3 separate regions of the Mus musculus genome follow, and regions 1 and 2 are each linked to region 3. A link is a contact called in public promoter capture Hi-C and targeted proximity ligation data. All regions are on one chromosome and are shown on one strand. The core of a region is the stretch at or near the end of the contact, and the rest is flanking DNA. Distances in the headings are between cores, read along the strand shown.

Region 1 (3,808 bases), core at 1,000-3,499, 440 kb before region 3:
CAGAAGGTGTTACAATAGGAGAGAATTTGAAAATTGAGCATGCCAAGTGGGAGCTGAGACAAGAGAGAAGCCCAGGGGGGCACAGAGAAGCTGTGAGAGGCAGGGGGACAAGGTCAGAGGCCCCCAAGGAAGCTTTGGTACTTTGCAAGCAGCCCCTGGAGGAGAAAGCAAGGAAATGGGAAGTGGGGTCCAATAGAGGAAAAGGAGGGCAGGGCTTAATAACTAGAAAACTGCCCACATGATGGAGCCCTGGAGGATGCAGCAGGGAGATGCCCATGTAGTGGACACCTTGGAGGGCATAGCATGCTCCGGGAGCCAGAGAATGGACACTTTGGTTAGAGCAGGCGAAGGGAAGAAGCAGTTGAAGAGGTGGACTCTTGAGTTTGGAACCAAATATGATGGGTGGCAGCTGGACATGGTGGTACATGTCTTTAATTCTAGCACTTGGGAGGCAGAGGCCAGTGGATTTCCTGAGTTCAAACCCAGCCTGGTCTATAGGGCAAGTTTCAGGACAGCCAGGGCTACACAGAAAAACCCTGGCTCAAAAACAAAAACAACAAAAAACAAAACAAATTTTAAGGTCTGTACATGGTTGGTGGCAGAATTCCGCAGAAAAGATCCATACACATCTTAGCAGAGTCAAATCAGCAGCTTCAGTTAGACCACACGCTTGTCAGAGCAGCTGAGTCCCTTTGATAGTTGAAAGGTACAGCTAAGAGCTATTATTCGGGCTATTGATTAGTGGTTCAGGCTGGGAAAGCCCACTGGAACGTATGAGATGGCTTGACAATGGGTGTAAGGAGGTACAATATGTGCAGTGTGAGCTGGTGGGGCATGTGCAGTGAGCTGGTGGGGCATGTGCAATGAGCTGGTGGGGCATGTGCAGTGTGAGCTGGTGGGACATGTGCAGTGAGCTGGTGGGACATGTGCAGCGTGAGCTGGTGGGGCATGTGCAGTGAGCTGGTGGGGCATATGCAGTGAGCTGGTAGGACATGTGCAGTGTGAGCTGGTAGGACATGTGCAGTGAGCTGGTGGGGCATGTGCAGTGAGCTGGTGGGGCATGTGCAGTGAGCTGGTGGGGCATGTGCAGTGTGAGCTGGTGGGGCATGTGCAGTGTGAGCTGGTGGGAAATACAGCGCAGCTGGAAGGATTACTTGGAGACCAACAGTGAAATATTATTTGCTGGAATCTCCAAGTCTTAAGGCATGGAGACAGGCCAGGGGCAGTGTGTTTCCCTTGAGGTTTGAGCAGCCAGGCCCTGCCCTCAAGACTTCTCTAATCATTATGTCCAGCCCCACTGGAAATTAACCAGGCCCTGCCTTAAGGAAAAAACAAAACAAAACAAAACAAAACAAAACAAAACAAAACAAGCCAGGCATAGTGGCGCAGGCCTTTGATCCCAGCACAGGAGAGGCAGAGGCAGGCGGATTTCTGAGTTCAAGGCCAGCCAGGTCTACAGAGTGAGTTCCAGGACAACCAGGGCTACACAGAGAAACCCTATCTCAAACAAACGAACAAACAAAGAAAAGAAAAAACAAAACAACAAAACCCACCCAAGATGAAGCCACAGATTGCATCAGTCCCTGAGCTGCCCCAACATCAGGTTGCAAAATCCTTCCATTCTCAGAGCACTCTGGATAGTTCTGCCCCATCTCCAAAACCCTCCTGCTCCGTTCTTTGCTGCTTCTGAGCAGAGACAGCCGCCTTCCCTCCTGTCTCTTTTCCAATAACTCTCTTATGTGAGGTTTGTTGTAGGATGTGATTTCGTAGTATTTTTGGCTCCCAACTGCCAGGATACCTTTCTCCTCAGAGCTGTAACATTTACACTGGTTTTAGAGTCAAGTCAGGGGTCGGGTGTTCTTTCTTTGGCCTTTTTTCCCTACAGGATGGTAGTCCTAGAGCACGTGCTTAATATGTCCAAGGCCCTGAGTCCAATCCTCATCACCACCAAAAATAGTTTGTCAGACAACCTATTTAAATAGGACTCTTCTAGGAATCCGTTCAGTTTTTTGTTGTTGTTTGCTTGCTTTCAAACGACAAAAACCATAAAAATATTAGGGCTGGGTGGGCACGGTGGCGCAAGCTAAACCCCAGCACTGGGAAGTGGAGGCACAAGAATGAGATCACACATAAAGACTTGAGCACAGGAAGGCAGGTGCTTACAGAGAACAGCCAGAGAAAAGACTACGTTTCCCATAAGGCTCTGCATCTAGTGTGCTCGGTCTCCCGACAGGCCCTGCGTTCCTCACCCGCCAGCTTTTGCCTGAACCTTACAAGCTTCTGAGATGAAGAACCCGGAGGAAGCGGCAGACGGGAAACAGCGTATTCACCTGCGCCCTGGCTCGCTGCGTGGTGCCGCACCGGCTAAGCTGCACCTCCTGCCCTGCGACGTTCTAGTCAGCCGGCCGGCCCCGGTAGATCGCTTCTTCACGCCCGCCGTCCGCCACGATGCAGACGGTGAGTCCGAGCAGGCCCCGCGGCTCTCGGGCTTCGTGGCCCGCGGCAGACGCCACCCGTACATCCTCCCGTGGCCAGGCTGGCCTGATGGCTTTGCATGTCCCTCCTGCAGGGCTACAGGCGTCGTTTCGCGGTCGCGGCCTGCGGGGCGAGGAGGTAGCTGTGCCGCCAGGGTTTGCGGGATTCGTGATGGTGACGGAGGAGAAGGGAGAGGGGTTGATAGGGAAACTGAACTTCTCCGGGGACGCGGAGGACAAAGCGGACGAGGCGCAGGAGCCGCTGGAGCGGGACTTCGTGAGCAAAGGGAGATGGTAGGTTTGGGGTGAGGGCAGTAGCTGCTGTCCCGAGTCTCAACCCGGCCTTTTCCAGGACCGCCTTATCGGGGCCACCGGCAGCTTCAGCCATTTCACCTTGTGGGGTCTGGAAACGGTCCCGGGTCCAGATGCCAAAGTGCATAGGGCCCTAGGTTGGCCCAGCCTCGCAGCAGCGGTACGTATACTCAGGAGCCCTTTTCCTCCTCAGACTTGGTCAGTCCTTCTATCCGATTTGAATAGTGTCTCTAGTGATTTGGGGGCTTTAGGGCAATAAACACCACGGGGATCATGGCTCCGGAGGCCCAAACTCCCAGTGGTGGGGGGCATTCCCCACTTTTCTCTTAGACGAGGCTATCACCCTGAGCAGCTGGGTCCCCACCCAACTGCTGTGTATTATAAGTCACAAAGTAGAAGTGACTCCTGTTGCAGATTCACGCCCAGGTCCCTGAGGACTGAGAACCAGATCATGAGAATGACAGTCACAGATCCCTTCTCACCACTTGGAGCGACTGTTTCTATCCCAATAAATGAGATCTTCACAATGCCTGAGTCTGTGGGCACCTTAGCACCCTGAAGCTGCCATTACATGGCACCCAGTTTGGTAAGAACTCCTGATAGCTCTGCCTATATAAACAATTTATTTCTGGGGGCAAGAGGGGCCAGAACTTTGCAACCAGCGCCCACCCCACCCTCCAGCTCCTCCTTTATAAAAGAAATTTTTACAATCACCGGTCCTGTACAGAATGCTCCCCACCCATCTTAATGTACACAGCTGCCTGGATCCCTTTGGTCCACGTGTTCAGAGCGGACCTGGGCCAGTAAGCCAGTTATCCTCGGAGTTGGCCTAGACCTGAGCTTGCCTTGGCACTGGCCACTAGTGGGCCCCTCCTAGGCCTCTTCTCCTCTTGGGTCTGTTCTTCGGCCTGTCTCACTTTGCGTGCCTCTTCGAAGCTCAAATGGGACAAGACAGGGTGCTAGCCATGGTTCGGCCAGCTCTCGTGGTATGGCAATGGGTAGTGTGTGTCACCACTTTCCTC
Region 2 (4,129 bases), core at 514-3,013, 410 kb before region 3:
TTTTCTTGACCTTTCTTCTGGAGTGCTGGAGATAAATACCAGTCTTCAGTATGCTAGGCAAGTGCTGTAACTCTGATACACTCCTACCCATCTCCCCCTCTGAGACAAAATCACACCGGCTAGCCCCTGCTGGTCCAGAGCTCTCTTTGTAAACAAAGCTCCATTTTTTTCATTTGTGTTGAGAAAGTGTCTATACAGTCCTGGTTGTCTAGCAACTCACTATGTATAGACTGTACTGGCCTCGAACTAGGAGACCTGCTGAGTCTGCCTCCAGAGTGCTGGGGCTAAAGGCCTGCACTACCAAACACAACTCACATTTATCTTTTATTTTATTTTATTATTTTTATTTTTGTATATATGTGCACATGTGAATGCAGTTGCTCTCAAGAGCCCAGAACAGTGTGAGGTCTCCGGAAGCTGCAGTTACAGTTGCTGATAACTGGACTCTGGTCTTCTGCAAGGGCATTATCGACTCTTAACTGATGGGCCATCTCTCCAGCCTGCAACCATCCTTTTTTAAAGAGCATCTTCTGTAGTTCTGGATGGGTTCAAACTATGTAGAGGAGGATGACGTTGAACGTCTGACCCCATGAGCGCTGGGATTACTGGAGCATCCTGGAGTCAGAGATCAAATCCCAGCTTCCTGCAACGTTATGCAAAAACTACTGAGTTCTCATTTCTAGCCTTTACTTTTTAGTAAGGACGCTGGTATTCATATTAACTTAAATTGTAACTATATGTGTTTTTACAAGTGGTTCATGTGAGGACCAATGATGGCTGTGTGCCATTAATTGGAGATTATATTCATTCTGTCGCCTTGACATCCGCCCTCGCAAAATATTAAACTGCTTTTTCTAATCTGCGCCAAGTGAGAAACTGAAATGAGTGGGAGGGGCGTAACTATTTTCACTTTTGTCTTCCTGTTTTTTTCAGAGCCTGGGAAAGCAATTCAGAATTTCCAATCTTTTCCAATTCCCACATGATTTCCTAATTTAGAGAAAATAAGTCTTTCTCTGAGTGCTGAAACCTCCTGTGGCCCGGGAGGCGCCTCCTCCTTCTGGCATAGTGGAGGCAGCCTGATGTGTTGCGTCCTCCGGCCAGAGTCCCCACACTCAATCTGCACACCTGCCCTTGGCTTAGATGGCAATTTTTGCTCCCTACAAACGCTTTCCTCATTGGAGCCTGGACTCCTGGGAGGCCTTGAAGGAGATGTTCACGGTGTGACCCTAGCTGGTTCCGGAGATCCCTAAAGATCTAAACCTTAGCAGACAGCACCTATGTGTGCAGACGAAGCCCTGGGGCTCTTCCAGCACTCATGGCTCTCAGGGACTCTTAGAGGTACAGGTGTCTGCCTAGTCCTCGGTCTGCCCCTCTACCCTAAGGCCTGTCGGATGCAGCACGCTCGCTCCGCGAAGCACTCCTGCGCGCAGCCGGATCTAGGTTGGGGAGCATGTGGCCCGTAGCACGCGGGTCCCCAGAAGGCCCCTGCACGCTTAGGAAAACGTGTGGAATTCAGTCACTGGCCTCCGCGGGAGCAGCAGGCCTGGGCCTCTCCCTGCGCAGGGCGAATGGCCGCAGCCTGCCACCAGCCCTGGCTCGGCTCCAGTCCCGGCCAGGGTGACATCACCAAACTCCTGAGATCAGAGCGGGGCGGGGAACGGGACCCGAAATCCCCTAAAAACAGAGTGAGTAATCGCGGGCCCGCCCTCCAGGCGGGGCCGGGAACGGGACCGGGACCCCGAGCGAGCCGCGCTGCGGAGCTTGTAGTCGGGCCGGCCTCGGGACAAACAGCCTCGGCGTCCTCCCGCCGCGCTGCGGTGTCCCCGCCCGCGCGCCCGCCGCACACCTTCCGCGCCCAGCGTGAGTCGCGCACCTGCTCTCGGCCCCCCACGCGCGGCGGTGGCGGTGGCGGCGGCTCAGCGCGCAGGCGCGGCCGGATTCCGGGCAGTGACGCGACGACGGGCGCGCGCCGCGCATTTCCGCCTCTGGCGAATGGCTTTACTTTAGCGCGCCGTGGGCTCAGCTGCGACCCCGGCCCCGCCCCCGGGACCCTGACCATGGACGGTGAGGCTGCCCTCTGGCTCGGGGGATGGCTGCCCTAGAGCTCCGGGGCCTGCGGCGGAATCTCCCCCCTCCCCGCGCCGTCTTCCGCCCCTTTCTGCGCCGCGGGTTGCTGCGCAGGGAGCGGCAGGCCGGATGGTGGCACGGGGCGGGGCGGGCTGCGAGGGGGTCTGACTCAGTTACCCCTCTCAGTGGAGGGCGCCTTGACTCAGTGTCCCTCCTGGGTGGGGGTACGGGTGAATCTTGACTCCGTTTCCTCCGGCTCCCCCCACCCCCGTGTCGATGCGATTAGTTCTGGCTTCCTTTCCGTGTAAGGAAGAAAGTATCTGACTCAGTTTCCCCAGAAGAGGAGAGGAGGGTATTACCCCCTCCTCAGTGTCACTTATGAACGTAAAACAGGCACTGACTCAGTTTCCCCTGGCAAAGGAATGCCTCTGTGTCCCCTTTCTCTAGTTCCCCGGCCTCTGTCAGGGCAGGTTTCAGGGTCTTGGCTCAGTTTTCTTGGAAGGGAGGGAGCTTGGCTCTGTCAGGCCTTCGCAGGTGAGGGTGGGCACTGGAGTTTATTGACAATGTGCCTTGTCTTTCCCTTTCAGATCTGTTTCCCCTCATCTTTCCCTCAGGTAAGTTGGACCATCCATCCTCAGTAGTCAGGGGCTGTCCTGGAGTCGGGGCCGTGGGGATAGCACCTGATGGCTGACTGTGTCACCCACAGAGCCAGCCCAGGCTTCTGGGCCTTATGTGGAGATCATCGAACAGCCGAAGCAACGGGGCATGCGATTCCGCTATAAATGCGAGGGGCGCTCAGCGGGCAGTATTCCTGGCGAGAGAAGCACAGATACCACCAAGACACACCCCACCATCAAGGTAAGCAAGAGCCCCCAGGGGTGTCGCTGGGACACAGATGTGGTGGAACGCACTGTGCAGCCCCAGCAGACTTGCCTCCTGGTCACCGTGCCCTGTGTCTAAGAGCCAGATTAGGGATTGCTGGCCACTAGAGTACTCTGTACTTTGGACAGATCAATGGCTACACAGGACCAGGAACAGTTCGAATCTCCCTGGTCACCAAGGATCCACCTCACCGGCCTCATCCACATGAACTTGTGGGGAAGGACTGCCGGGATGGCTACTATGAGGCTGACCTCTGCCCAGACCGCAGTATCCATAGGTGAGTTCCCTATGGGCTGGGGGTGGTGTGAGGGCAGGGTAGGAGCAGGCCGGCCAGGCAGCTCTTACAGTGTTGCTCTTTTCTAAACACAGGCAGAATCCAGAGTTCTTAACTCTGTCTCCAGTTTGCAAACAGACCTCCTTTGTCTTGAATTCTCTAACAGTTGGGAACTCCTTATCTTCTTAGAGCCACAAACCCTATGGCTGGACAGGCCAGCCTCTTAGCCTCTTGGATCAGAAAGATATCCAAATGGACCCTCCTAGAGCTTAAATACCAGTTGGTAAAACCAGGCGATAATTGTACAGACAGATAGACGAGATACTGGTAGAGAATTATAACTTCCATGATGGAAAGAAAACACAGTTATAAATTAGGAGGAGGAGTCTGGTCTCAGGAAGCTCAAGCTGGCCTTGAACTCGTTAGGGTTCCCCTGCCTCCTCTTCTCAACTCCAGGGGAATAGGCATGTAGCACCGTGTCCTGCTGCACAGGTCTCACGACTTTGGGTTGGAGGGTTACAGAAGGCCTCTGTGCTAACTCTTAAATGGTGAGAAAAAGCAGACAGACCCAAAAGAACATTCCGTGCACGAGAAAGAAGTACAAAAAAAAGCAAGCAAGCAAGCAAGCAGTACGATGCCCTTGGAAGGGGAGTACGTTCCATTTCGTGTGCTTAGGTCTGGGAAAGGAAGCCCCTGTGGCTGAGGTGGGGCACTGGCTTGGAGGCCTGCGAGGGCCAGCTCCCTCAGAGACTTGCCAGTGGGTAAGGAGTGGGAAGCCTAGACATACCTGAGAGCTGTGGAGTTGGGAGGCAAGAAGGGGCTCTGCTGGAGACACAAAACTAATACCTGAGGCCTCAGCTTCCAGAACCTGGGGATCCAGTGTGTGAAGAAGCGAGACCTGGAGCA
Region 3 (4,082 bases), core at 1,289-3,788:
GTTCGAGGCCAGCCTGGTCTACAGAGTGAGTTCTAGGACAGCCAGGGCTATACAGAGAAACCCTGTCTCAGAAAACCAAAACCCAAAAAAAGAAAGAAAGAAAGAAAGAAAGAAAGAAAGAAAGAAAGAAAGGAAGGAAGAGAGAGAGAGAGAAAGAAAGAAAGAAAGAGAGAGAGAAATCCGCCTGCCTCTTGACATTGTTTTTAAAATTACATTTGTATGCGAGTCTGCTCATATATATGGGAAGAGCACCCTCTAGCTGAGAAATGATTAAATAGGTTGTAGAGGCCAGAGAAGTTTGTTATGAGTCAGTTGTCTCCTTCCACCATATGGGTCCTGGTGATTGCTCTTCTCATTAGACTGCCCAACCCCCGATTTTTTTGTTTTGTTTTGTTTTCTTTTTTTGCCACGAGGTGTTTTTATTTTCATCAATCATACAAATAATTTTCTATAATATCCCAGGGCAAACCGGTGAAATTTGGCAGACCGATTAGCGGAGGGGTCCCCTTCAGAGACCCGTGGGCCGGTGGCATCGGCTCGGAGTGCCCAGGTTTCACAGTGCAGCTTGTGGCTCGGGTCCATCTTACAGGTGGCTCTTCCTCCAAATCACGAGGGGGTGGGGTGGGGTGGGATGGGGAAGTCTTCCTAGGCTTTTAGGAGATTTCACTCCTCTTTTCCTGTTCAGTGGTCTCTTTGGTCGGCAGGGTGTTCTCCTGCGTCTCGGTTTTCTTCAGCTTGCCCTTATTGAAGCTGGCGATTTCCCCTATGTCCGGCTTGTCTGCCATTTTCTTACAACTCGTGGATTCTCCTTCCAAGCTTGCGCTCCAGGTGCTCCCACTCTCGTTGCTGCAGCAAGAGACCTTATTTTGTTTTTCGAGACAGGGTTTCTCTGTGTAGCCCTGGCTGTCCTAGAACTCACTCTGTAGACCAGGCTGGCCTCGAACTCAGAAATCCGCCTGCCTCTGCCTCCCGAGTGCTGGGATTAAAGGTAGGCGCCACCACGCCCAGCTTTTTTTTTTTTAGATAGGATCTCACTCTATAGCTGTACGCTGGCCTCAGATTTATGATGCTCTTCCTGCCTCAGTCTCCCAATTTTCTGGGATTGTAGGAGTGGGCCACTATGCTCTGCTCACTACATGATTTCAGAGGTTGAGTAGACCTGAACTGAAGACCAGACAAGGGAGCCCTCCCTCGACATCTTGGGGCCAGGGAAGTTGAAGCCATAGGATCAGAGGAAATGTGGCAAGAAAAAAGGCCAACATGGACACAGAACTTAAATAAAAACAGACAGAGGAAGTAAGACAGATATATACCTGGGGGAGAGGAGGGATTGCCACAAAATGTAGGAGATTTTCAAGAATGGGGGAGGATGAGTGTGTAGGGTTAAAGGTAGCCAGTAGAAGTTCATAGCTAGCCTTATGGAGGAAGGAAAGGGGAGCCATCTCGGGATGTTAACTGTTAAAGACAACAGGTGGTGGTGAAGATGGCTGAGACCAAGAGCACAGGGCTGAGGGGCAGACAGGCACTGACACTGCTACCCTTTAATACAGTTCCTCCTGTTGTGATCCCCAACCATAATTACTTCGTTGCTACTTCATAACTGTAATTTTGCTAGTTATGAATTGTAAGTAAACGTCTGATATGCAGGATATCTCATTTGTGACCCCTGTGTAACGGTTTGATTCCCAAAGGGCTTACGACTCACAGGTTGAGAGCCAGCCACTGCCTTAAAGTCGTCTAGAATCAGTTTTCTTTCTTTTTTGACAGACAAGATGTTTAATTCCGTTGTACTGAAGGAAAGCCATTTTATGTATTTTTCTTAAGTGCTCTATCAGTAATGACAATTCTGAAAGCCCCTGTGTTATATTTTAACAACACAGTCACCTCCGGTTCTGTATTCACTGTCCGTGTTGTGACTCCCACAGTATAAATTCCTCCAGTTGATCTTCATGAATTCTTATATTTGATCCCCCCCCCCCTTAGGCCTCTGAATTCCGAGTGAGTCCGAGTTAAAAATGGGAGGAGCACCCTCTAGCTGATAAACCTGGGTAATGAGGTGTCCGCTTTCAGTTTCCATTCTGTACGCGACTATACTGCTTGTGTGAGCCCTAACAGACAGAATCAGCTCAGAACAAAGGGTCTGGCTATCTCCCAGGGATGAACACGCACGCCGACTGAGCTTTTGGGGTGTTGAAAAGTCAACGCCTTCGCACAGAACTCTCCACCCCAACCTAGAAATAACTGGCGTTCTGTTTTATGTCAGTCCGGACACGCAAGCACTGCTCCTTTTGCGGGCCCCGTAAGCATCCCCCCAGGCGGGATAGGGATCCCCGGCCTATGGACTGCGCTTTCTCAGCTGGCATCCAGCTGCCTTGGCACCCAGTCCGGGGCCACTCTGCCTACAGACCCTAGCAACCACTCACCTGCTTTTCTTTCCCTATAGGCCAGAAATTTTTCCTTTCTTTTCTCATTGGTCCGCGTAACTTTATCGCAACCAATCGGCGGTAGCCACGGGAACAAACTCACTCCTACACAACCTGCGTTGGGGGGAGGTAACCTGGGAAGACCTATATCTGTTTTCTGCACCGCTATTTTTTTCCGAGAAGCACTTAACTTCTTACCGTGTCGTAGCTATCCCTGGAATGAGGCGCTTACACATTTTATTTCTTTCATGCCTGACATAAAGTCTGGCCCTTGCTCGCTCCTGCCCCCCGTCCAAATGGCTCGGCCCGCGGAACGCCCCATCTTCCAGGCACATTGAGAGCCGGAGTCTTGGAGGAGTTTAGGGTGGTGATTCTACAACGGCGACTAGCAAGTGGCGGGCTTCAGCCCTTTCCCGCTGCTCTCCTGGTCGCGACCACACGTCACAGCTCTCGCTCGTTCCGGTTGCTCGCGCACGGGCCCCAGAAGCGCAGGCGAGATCGGAGCGCGCAAAGAGAACTTGGTACGGTCCACTCCGCCGCGCCCCGCGCCGCCGGAAGTGAGGTGTCTTACCCCCGAAGTTCCGGTTCGCAGGGGGTGGGGAGTGTTGTTAACCGGAGCGGCTGCCGCAGTCGCGGTGATTGAGCGTGCTCGCGGCGCTGGGCTCCTGGTGAGTGGGCCTGGTCCTGATTGGGGTTGGGGGGTCGGCGTCTAGGACCTTGTCCTTTGGGGTCACTGCGATCAGCCCGCCCCGCTGCGTTCGGCCGCCAGTTTTCGGCCTGTCAGATGGCTGGAGACCTTAGGCGGCGGCGCGGCCACCGTTCCAGAGGCCGGGCCCCGCCTGCGAGGTTCGCAACTCCTAGCGTTCACAGGTGCGCGACTGTGAGGCGACCTGACTGGTTCTCAGCCCCGCCGCCGCACCCTGGCGGTCGGCCGTTTCTCCGGTTCTCAGAGTGGACACTGCTGGGGGCGGGGGGGGGGGCAGGGTTCCAGACTGACGTACCCCGATGGGCGCGCGTCTGCGCTGACCACCCTGGCACAGCTGTCACTGGTTGTGTCGCCTTCTCAAGCTGTGCCCTCTGCACCTTGCCTCCTCCACCCCTGGCGGGCCCAGCGAACCTGCCTCTAAAGCCTATCATCCCAGCTCCTTCAGAGGGTCAGCGGTGGCAGCCCCCCTCCTCCTAACTTTGCCTCAGTGACTCCCTAGAGGAGGCGCCTTGGCAGACAGCGTGGAAGAGCCCTAGATTTGAAACGAGATTGATCCAAGTTCTAGGCCTTGCATCAGTGTGAGCCTCTAACCCCTTTGAGTCCTAGTTTCTCGTTTGTGAAACAGGGAGTATATGCTGTTTTGAATCTAATGGCTGTCAAGGTGAAATGAGTGTTTGCCCTTACACTCTGCCAGGGACTGTGCTAGGTTTACATAGTGTGGATATCACAAATGTCATTTTCCTTGTGCAGGTCTCTGGGCCAGGGCGATGTTCCGCACCGCAGTGATGATGGCGGCCAGCCTGGCGCTAACCGGGGCAGTGGTGGCTCATGCCTACTACCTCAAACACCAGTTCTACCCCACTGTAGTGTATTTGACCAAGTCCAGCCCCAGCATGGCAGTGAGTTCAGGGCTCAGGGAAGAAGGAATGCCCGGGGAGGGAAGGAGGGGCAGA

What was found. Promoter capture Hi-C pulls out the DNA fragments that hold promoters and counts their contacts.
Region 1: a contact with region 3 is called in a promoter capture Hi-C map of the C10 cell line, with 2.6 times the contacts expected there. A contact is called at or near these places in 5 of 39 promoter capture datasets (the C10 cell line, hippocampal neurons, liver and 2 more), 4 of 130 datasets of targeted methods (bone marrow-derived macrophages, embryonic stem cells, epiblast stem cells and 1 more) and 2 of 9 other capture datasets (adipose tissue and embryonic stem cells).
Region 2: a targeted proximity ligation map of pancreatic cancer cells shows a contact between it and region 3. A contact is called at or near these places in 1 of 39 promoter capture datasets (hippocampal neurons), 2 of 484 Hi-C or Micro-C datasets (CD4 T cells and regulatory T cells), 11 of 130 datasets of targeted methods (the SCID.adh cell line, bone marrow-derived macrophages, effector CD8 T cells and 6 more) and 2 of 9 other capture datasets (adipose tissue and liver).

Annotation. Positions count from the first base shown.
Region 1 is chr19:5,599,624-5,603,431 of GRCm38.p6, forward strand. It overlaps Rnaseh2c (ribonuclease H2, subunit C), which reads left to right and starts at 2,250. Exons shown (of 4, transcript NM_026616.2): 1 at 2,250-2,457; 2 at 2,570-2,751; 3 at 2,827-2,946; 4 at 3,201-3,336. The coding sequence starts at 2,286. The coding sequence ends at 3,227. Kat5 (K(lysine) acetyltransferase 5) reads right to left here. Exons shown (of 14, transcript NM_178637.2): 14 at 3,391-3,808. The coding sequence ends at 3,795.
Region 2 is chr19:5,635,778-5,639,906 of GRCm38.p6, forward strand. Rela (v-rel reticuloendotheliosis viral oncogene homolog A (avian)) reads left to right here and starts at 1,764. Exons shown (of 11, transcript NM_009045.5): 1 at 1,764-2,064; 2 at 2,655-2,681; 3 at 2,774-2,925; 4 at 3,078-3,226; 5 at 4,082-4,129. The coding sequence starts at 2,058.
Region 3 is chr19:6,044,038-6,048,119 of GRCm38.p6, forward strand. It overlaps Syvn1 (synovial apoptosis inhibitor 1, synoviolin), which reads left to right and starts at 2,539. Exons shown (of 16, transcript NM_028769.5): 1 at 2,539-3,091; 2 at 3,880-4,028. The coding sequence starts at 3,897. It also overlaps the pseudogene Gm8034.